Linked DNA regions of Rattus norvegicus: region 1 is linked to region 2. Evidence: chromatin contacts called from public Hi-C data. All regions are on one chromosome and are shown on one strand. The core of a region is the stretch at or near the end of the contact, and the rest is flanking DNA. Distances in the headings are between cores, read along the strand shown. Region 1 has its middle 14 kb from the start of Vom1r23. Region 2 holds the start of Zfp51l1 (zinc finger protein 51 like 1).

Region 1 (3,922 bases), core at 133-2,632, 170 kb after region 2:
TGGATATATATACATATATGTGCCTCAAATATGTATAACATATATGTATGTATACATATACACACATGTATTACACACTCAAATACTGCCTAATCTACCTACCTCTGTGCTATTCCCGTCCTCCATTCCAGCAATCACTCTACCGTGTTTATCTCTATTTATATTGGATGGGAACCACTGAGGTTGAGACTGTGAGTTTGCAGCTATGTGCTGGAGCCTGATGTGATCAGCACAGGATAACAACTAATGGCAGTGATTCTTCACCTACAGTCTATCTACAGCCAATGTCTGAGAAGTAAAGAGAGCTGCTTCCTTCCCTGGACAGATTGCGGTCTTCTGTGAAGTCAGCGCACGAATGGACAGTTGCTATTAGATACTGACTACAGTGGTTGTATGGAGTTTAGAGAATGGCGTGGGTTTGCCTCTTTCCCTTCATACTTCCCAACCAATTCTTCTGCCTTGGTGTTTCCAGGGCTAGAGATGGAATGGTGTAACTGACATTTTTAGGGCTGGACCCCCATATCTTTCTTATTTTCTGCACCGACAGCCAAAAGTCTCTGCATTCACTACTGCATTTTTTTTTCCAAAGAAAATTTCTGTTTTATCTCAAAGCAGCTTACAGAAGACTCCCTCTGAGCTACTGAAATGACAAGACCACCATCTAGTGGTGAAAGCAGTACACCGCGGGATGAATCCAGTCCAAGGTGGTTTTTTTTTTTTTTTTTTTTCCATCTTTATTAACTTGGGTATTTCTTATTTACATTTTGATTGTTATGCCCTTTCCCGGTTTCCCGGCTAACATCCCCCTAACCCCTTCCCCCCACTTCTCTATGCAGCCCAAGGTTCTTAACAAACAGCTGATGACTCAATTTTTGATACATCTATTTCTTTTCAAAATCCAAGTTTCTGAAATATCTGTCCCCAAGTCACAATTGTTGGATTTTGTTTGGGCTTGTCATTGTGTGTGTGTGTGTGTGTGTGTGTGTGTGTGTGTGTGTGTGTGTGTGTGTGTGTGTGTTGGGGATGGGACTCTGGCTAGCCCACAGGCTAGTAGTTAAATCGAGGTGTTAGGCTGTCTGTCTTGCATCTGAAAGGTTCTGAACCCAGGGCTGGGGAGCAGGTACTGGGGTGCAGCATCCTACTAAATCCAGTTTAGGTCTAGGTTGGCAGTGGTCATGGGGAGGCTGTGCAGAGCTGTTCCAGAGCAGCCTGACATCTGGAGCTGTGTGAAAGACAGCCTGCGACAAAGTGAGAGGGACTGGTCTCCACGGGGCGGGGAAAGTGTCTTGATAAAAAGGGTGCTGAGAAAAAGAAAGCCGGCTAGGAAGGCGTGGAAAATTCCACTGGACAGCAGGTTTGAATGGGTGGGCTGGGTCAGAGAACCTACGTAACCGGAACCAGTCTATAATAGGCGGACCCAAAGGCGGCTCCAAGGACCACTTGAAGGAGGTGCCAGAAAATCCTCCATTCTCTGAGGGACGTTGGGGCAAGATTTTTGGGCAGGTTGGGTGGCCTATACTTGCCAGAGTCTCCCGTGGATGTGATAACTTACTGCAGCCACCGGAGCCTTCTGGGGTGGTCTGGGAGAGTCACCAGTCGGCACCACTGAGGCGGGAAACGGAGCCCGGCGGTCCTGGAACCTCCCAGGTCAGAGAAGCTGTAAGGAAACAGGTAAAAGGGGCATGTTCAGTTTTCTGATGCTCATAACGATACCGCTTTCACAATTCTGTTGAGGGATAATACTCTTAAAGATAAGTTTGAGAATGTATGAACTGGGGCACATGCTGATTTTATCATTTATCTGTGGTTTCCAGGATAGTCTCATAAGTACATCTCTTACACTGATTGAATTTCTGTGTTGACGTTTGCAAGCACGGTTCTTTTTGCTGTTGTGCAAAAACTAAAACTGTTGGCATTTAAATTCAAACATACTTTCTAATGCCCTTGGTCTACCCCTTTCCTATTCAAGAGAGTGTCATTTAACATAAAGACTTTAAGGTCCCAGAGAGCTTGTAACCTATCAGCCTTCCCCCAACCTCCGCCCCTCCCCCCCCCGTTTTTGCCAAGCTACACAGTTACGGTTGTAAATTTTAACAATTATTGAGTAGATTTTACTCACCACTAATTTTGCATTTGAGATGTATACACTCTGATATAAATATAACAAATGTGTATTCTTATGTTGAGGTTTTAAGGCACACCTCAAGAGTCCAGAAAAGTACAATATGAATGTTGAGTGTGAGGATCTCAGGCCACACTGTTTTCATTAAGAAAAACAAACAAACAAACAAACAACCCAATATATATTAGGACAAAGTTAGAAAGCATCTCGTCTGGGGTACAAAACACACTCTGACAACAGACAAATGGCCAAACTGTTGCTTTTCAATTTCAGGGTTGTTGACATGCAGTGATGTGACTGTGAACTTCTTCTGTCAGGAAGAGGGTAAGTGCCTGAACCCCGCTCATAGGGTTTTGTACTGAGGCTGAATAGTGCAGGATTGCAGCAGTCCTGTTTCTATGGGTGACAATAGTTTCTTGCAGTCTTCCTTGCTCCTTCTCGGGGTTCTTGGGGAAATTACTCTGTACATATGTTGTCTCGTCCTGTAGGGCAGTCAACAAGGGTGCAGAGGGTACCTGGAAGAGAATGGGGGACAAGAGATGTGAAGAAGGACGCCAAGACAAGAGTCTGATCAAGGCAACAATTTTATTTTTTCCCAAGGCTGAATTTATATCATAACATGGGTAACAGAGAGAAGGGGGAAATGTGAAACATTTAGGCAGACCGAGGACACAGATCAGGCAATCAGCTTATGTCAACAGGATGTCAGAAAAGTCACAGGTTTGTCATATCTATTAGTCAGCAGGATGTTGGTTTTTCAGAAAGGTTACAGGTCATCACATTGGGCATCTTGGCGTCAGATGTATTTCTCACCAAGGTCACACTTTATCAAATCATTAGTCATCCTGACCACCAGATTTGCATTAGTATTCTGCAGCTGACTGGGTATTTTCCATGAATCCAGTCATATTTAACTCTAACTATACTATTAACATCACTAATGGAGGGTTTTAAGGGCATCGCTCCCAATAATATGTGAGCTGTGTGTGAATGAGCCTCACATCTCACAGAAGAAAGTGAGAGCCTCAGAGAAAAAGAAAGTTTTCATGAAATTTCATCTGTTCTTCATGTTTGTACTTTTGGGAAATGTAAGGCTTCTTTTATTTTTGTTCAATGATGAAATCAGATAGTAGTGTATTATAATATCACTCCAGTAACACAGATCCATTTCTTCCTTTGAGTTTTGATCGAGCTATGATTAGAAGTAGGATTCAAGTTATGGGAATATTTTCAGTGTGCTGGTCCTGTATAACATTTGGGAAATCATTTGTAGAACCCTCTATTGCCTTTTTCTGTATTTCTACTGAGCACAGTACTGTGTTAGAAATCCTGGTACTTTTTGAAGAATCTCTTTCTCATATGCAGGGTGTACACTTTACAGCCACACCTGCTCATCGTGGAGCAGGACAAAGTGCCCTGGAAGGAAGAGAGAGAGGCAACAGTAGCAATGGATCCAGGTACGTTGGAGGATTGACAAAGTTGTCGAAAGGGTTTCAAGTGACAGTGGAAGTGGGACATGAAGTTAGTTTTGCCACATTCTGTTATAGAAATGATTCTAGAGAATTCCACTATGAATAATTTCCTCAGGATTATCCTATTGAAGACTTTAAAAGATTCTCTGTGTAAGAATAAATAGTAGGAACAATTACAATTTGATTTGATTTTGATTGTGAGTGATGCTACCCCTCTTCCATTCATATTGCTGATGTGCTCTCATATCAATATTAAATGGTTGTCCTTTTCATAATTTTAATGTAATGCTTCACTAAGATACTTGATGCCTTTGGGTTTTTCCTGCTT
Region 2 (4,265 bases), core at 1,260-3,759:
GCTAAGACTGAACCCCCAGTGAACTAGACTATGCGGGGAGGGTGGCAATGGGGGGAGGTTTGGGAGGGAAACACCCACAAGGAAGGGGAGGAGGGAGGGTGATGTCTGTCCGGAAACCGGGAAAGGGAATAACACTTGAAATGTGTATAAGAAATACTCAAGATAATAAAAAAAAAATTAAAAAAAAAATAAAAAAAAAGAAGCAAATGTCCAAAAATTTTCAAAAGTCCATCAGTTTAATGAATCCTGTAAAATATGTAAGACTTAGAGAACACCTTAGTAGTTCAGCTACAAAAATACTGACTGAATATGGCTACCTGTTCAATTACTTATTCTTTTCACTGCATTATGAGTTTGGTAAGGTCTTTTGTAACTTAAAAAAAAGTATTTATCTATTTATTGTATTGCTATTTTGTAATATAGTAAATTGGTTAAATTTTCAAAAAAAATATTTAGCACAACATTTTTGGAAAATGACATGTGGGACAAACTCTCTTTAATGTAAATGATTGCAGATTCTTGGGTAAAAAGCATGTTATCCCCTTGAGATAAAAGTCATGATGGCAGCTAGGAAGGCAGGGAGAAATGGTTCCTTACAAATATTGGGTTTTCCTTCAACCATGTGGACAGGGTTCCCGACAAGGGTTAGAATTCATGCTGGTTTGCTGAGCATGATTCCAGGGGTTCATATCACAGGCTAAGAAACAGCAGCCACCACCACTGCATCCCCTGGAGCTGATAGCGTGTCACGTCACGTGGCAGAGCCTCTGGTCTACAAATGGCAGGCTTGATCTCCAACCCCTTCCAAGGCACTGCCTCTGAACCATAGCTTTTTAAGCTGGGGACTGATGTTAGCCTTGTGCTGGTGGTGTTGGGAGGTGTGGCACTAAATGCCCCTGCTGTGCAGTGAGTCTAGCAAACTCCTGTCATTCCCTCCTATAGCCAATAGTTACAGTGAGCCACCAATCTTCATAAAATGTGTGGCAACTCCTGACTCTTGATATTAGCTCATACTAAACTAACCGTAGCATATTAGAGCCAGAGTAGGCTCATCTCAGCGAATTCAAGGACAACCTGTCTTGCAAAACCGATAGATAGATAGATAGATAGATAGATAGATAGATAGATAGATAGATAGATAGATAGATTCCCATGAGATACTGGTGCTACTAAGCAATGAATTATGGACTGGTGTGGTCATTTAAACCATTGCCTTTGAAAACAGGTTTACATGGAGAAATCCTGTCTTGAATGAATGAATGAATGAATGAATGAATTACCTCAATCTTTCTGTTATTAGCTATTTCATACTCACATAAACATGTATATACACAGAATGTGTATGTGCATTTGTGTGCACACATCAAATGCTGCCAACTGCACTCACCTCCTATCTCTCCACTATACTGGTCTACAGTTCCAACAGTCACTCTACTGTGTTTATATCTATTCATACTGCTTGTGATCCACTGAGATAAACCAGAGCCATCTGTAAGGCTGTGGGTTTGGAGTTATGTGTTGGAGCCTGATTGCTCAGCACAGGATGACAACTAAAGCAGTGATTTTTCTAGAATCTATGAATCTATCTATCTAGCCAACATCTAAGAGGTAAAGTGCACCCTCGCTTTCTTAGACTGATTATGGTCTTGTGTGAGGCCAGGGCAGATAAAGACAGCTGCTGTTGATTATTGATTACAATAGTTGTAGGAGTCTAGAGAATGAAATGTCTTAGCCTTCCCTTCCTCTTTCCTTTCTTATTTCCTAACCACCTTTTCTTCTTCCTTGTTCCCAGAGCTAGAGATGGATGGTATAGCTGACTTTTTAAGACCTTACATCGGGGACAGCCAAGAGTGTCTACATTCATCACTCCATTAAAAAAGAAAGAGAAAAAGGAATAAAGGAAGAAATTCTCTGTTTTCTCTCAAAGCACCTTAAGTATGAGTCATAGACTCCTCTCTGAGTTAGTAAATGGACAAGATCACCATCTTGTGGTGAAAGCTGTACACCGCGGATGAATTCTGCCCTTGGCTGTTAGCAAAAAGCCTGATCTCTGACTTCTTTAGACACTTATTTCAAAACCCAAGTTCTTTAAATGTCTCTCCCCAAGTCAAAATTTCAGGATTTTGGCTTCTCATGTTTGTGTGTTGGAATGGGACAGCCTGTTGTTGTTTGGTATGAAGTATGTAGCCCAGAGGCTGGTTGTCAAATCGAGGTGTTAGGCTATCTTGGATCTGAAGGGTTCAGAACTCACTCTGTGTGTCAAATACTGGGTGCAGCGTCCTAACAGATCCACTTCTGGTCTAGGCTGGCAGCAAGCATGTGGAGCGGCTGTGCAGCCTGACATCTTAAGCTGTGTGGAAGGCAGCTTGACACAGAATGGGACGGACTGGTCTCCGCAGGGCGGAGCCACTCACCCGGAAACAGTGTATGTGAAAATGTTGGACGTTTGTTAAGAGGGGTGTGGGGTGTAGAAAAGTGTTCAGAGTGGGAGGAGTTAGAGGAGTGACGTGAACGGAAGCTGGGAAGCGGCTGAGTGAGGCCTGGCTAGTTGTACTGAGAGCCAAAGCCAGAACTGTCAACGACCTGTTCATGTCCAGAACTCGCAGACCTGCACCGTGGGGGAATCGCGTAGTGCAGACCCTGGATCAGAACAGACGGTGAACTTCCGGGAAGGTAAAACTCTGGGCAGCCACGGGTGCCGCGCGGGGCATCCTGGGGTAGTCAGTAGCGCAGCGACTGGAACCGCCTCCTTACAGCCTTGGATCCTCCCAGGTCGTAGAAGCGCGGGGCAGGGAACCGGGTGGGAAGGGACCAAGCTCAGTTCTGTTCATAAGGAGTCTGGCTCTGAAATTCTGCTGTGGATTTCTTCCCTTGTCAACAAATTTTAGCTCATATGAACTGAAATAATCCTGATTTGTTTTTTTGTTTGTTTGTTTGTTTTTTTGCTTTTTGTTCATTTGATTGCCAAAATATTCTTAGAATACTCTAGGAGAATATTCGAATTTATCTTTTGATGTTTGCAAACCATTTCTCTTTGTTTAGGTGAAAAGGACAAAGCTCTTGGAATTTACATTCATCCTCGTTAACTCCCTTGTTATTCCCACAGACATTCTTGGTGACTTGGCACCCCAGGAGAGCCGAAAGTATATTTTTTACGAGTTTCTTAGATATGATTTTAAACATTAACATTTAAAAATAAAATCTTTATCCACCTTTAGTTTTCATCTGAGACATTCACTATGTAATGTAAATACAGCATTCTGATGTAAATATGCCAGGCTTGCTGGCACACACCCCCAGCATGGGGGAGGGAGGGCAGAGGCAGGCAGATCACTGAGTTGGAGACCAGCCTGGTATGCACAGTGAGGTGAGGATAGCTAGCGCTACATGATGAGCTCTTGTCTCAACAACAACGACAACAACAACAACAACAACAACAGGACAGACAGAAAGAAAAGAGAAACATGTTTTTGTGATGAGTTCCTAGAGCCTCGAAATGCACAGTATGCAATTTAAGGTATAGGTCACAGTATTTTCACAGTTAGGGCATTATAAACCAGGTGGTATTGGCACACGCCTTTAATCCCCACATTTGGGATTGAAGGTGTGTACCAGGACAACGATTCAAACTGCTGCTTTATATTTTGTGGTCAGTTCACAGCCACTGGTGTGACTGTGGACATCTCCCAGAAGGACAGGCAATGTGGGAAGGCTTTATACAGAGACAGGATGCCCCACAATTACAGCACTCTGGTTTGTGTGGGTGAGAAGAGTTTGCTTCCACCCTCCCTTGTCCACCTCAGGAAGAGGCGAGTTACTCTTCAAGTGTGAGTTCTCTGAGAGTGTAACGCTTCCATCCTTTTTATAGTCCATAATAAATTCAGAATCTCACTAATGAATAATATTCTCATCCCAATTATTCAGTTCCATTTGTGCCCCTAAGACTTGACTGAGCTGTGATTAGAAGTGAGGTGCACCTACCCAAAGACTATACATGGTCTGACCCTGGACTCTGACCTCATAGGTAGCAATGAATAGCCTAGTAAGATCACCAGTGGAAGGGGAAGCCCTTGGTCCTGCCAAGATTGAACCCCCAGTGAAGGTGATTGTTGGGGGGAGGGAGGTAATGGGGGGAGGATGGGGAGGGGAACACCAATAGAGAAGGGGAGGGGGAAGGGTTAGGGGGATGTTGGCCCGGAAACCGGGAAAGGGAATAATGATCGAAATGTAAATAAGAAATACTCAAGTTAATAAAGAAAAAAAAA

The links. A called contact is a pair of places that touch in the nucleus more often than the background predicts.
Region 1: a contact with region 2 is called in a Hi-C map of kidney, with 3 times the contacts expected there. The contact joins the enhancer-like site here to the promoter of Zfp51l1 in region 2. A contact is called at or near these places in 2 of 12 Hi-C or Micro-C datasets (kidney and liver) and 1 of 1 datasets of contacts at active chromatin or transcription factors (oligodendrocytes).

Annotation. Positions count from the first base shown.
Region 1 is chr1:70,303,734-70,307,655 of GRCr8, forward strand. It overlaps the pseudogene Tmem65l1. Among named protein-coding and RNA genes, the nearest start is that of Vom1r23, 14 kb to the left of the region's middle. Within about 2 kb of position 1,383, at least 48 of the 93 cell types and tissues checked have an H3K27ac peak or open chromatin away from gene starts, as enhancers often do. A contact at or near this core is called in kidney and liver, where this site is marked.
Region 2 is chr1:70,130,817-70,135,081 of GRCr8, forward strand. Zfp51l1 (zinc finger protein 51 like 1) reads left to right here and starts at 2,510. Exons shown (of 5, transcript NM_001401955.1): 1 at 2,510-2,673.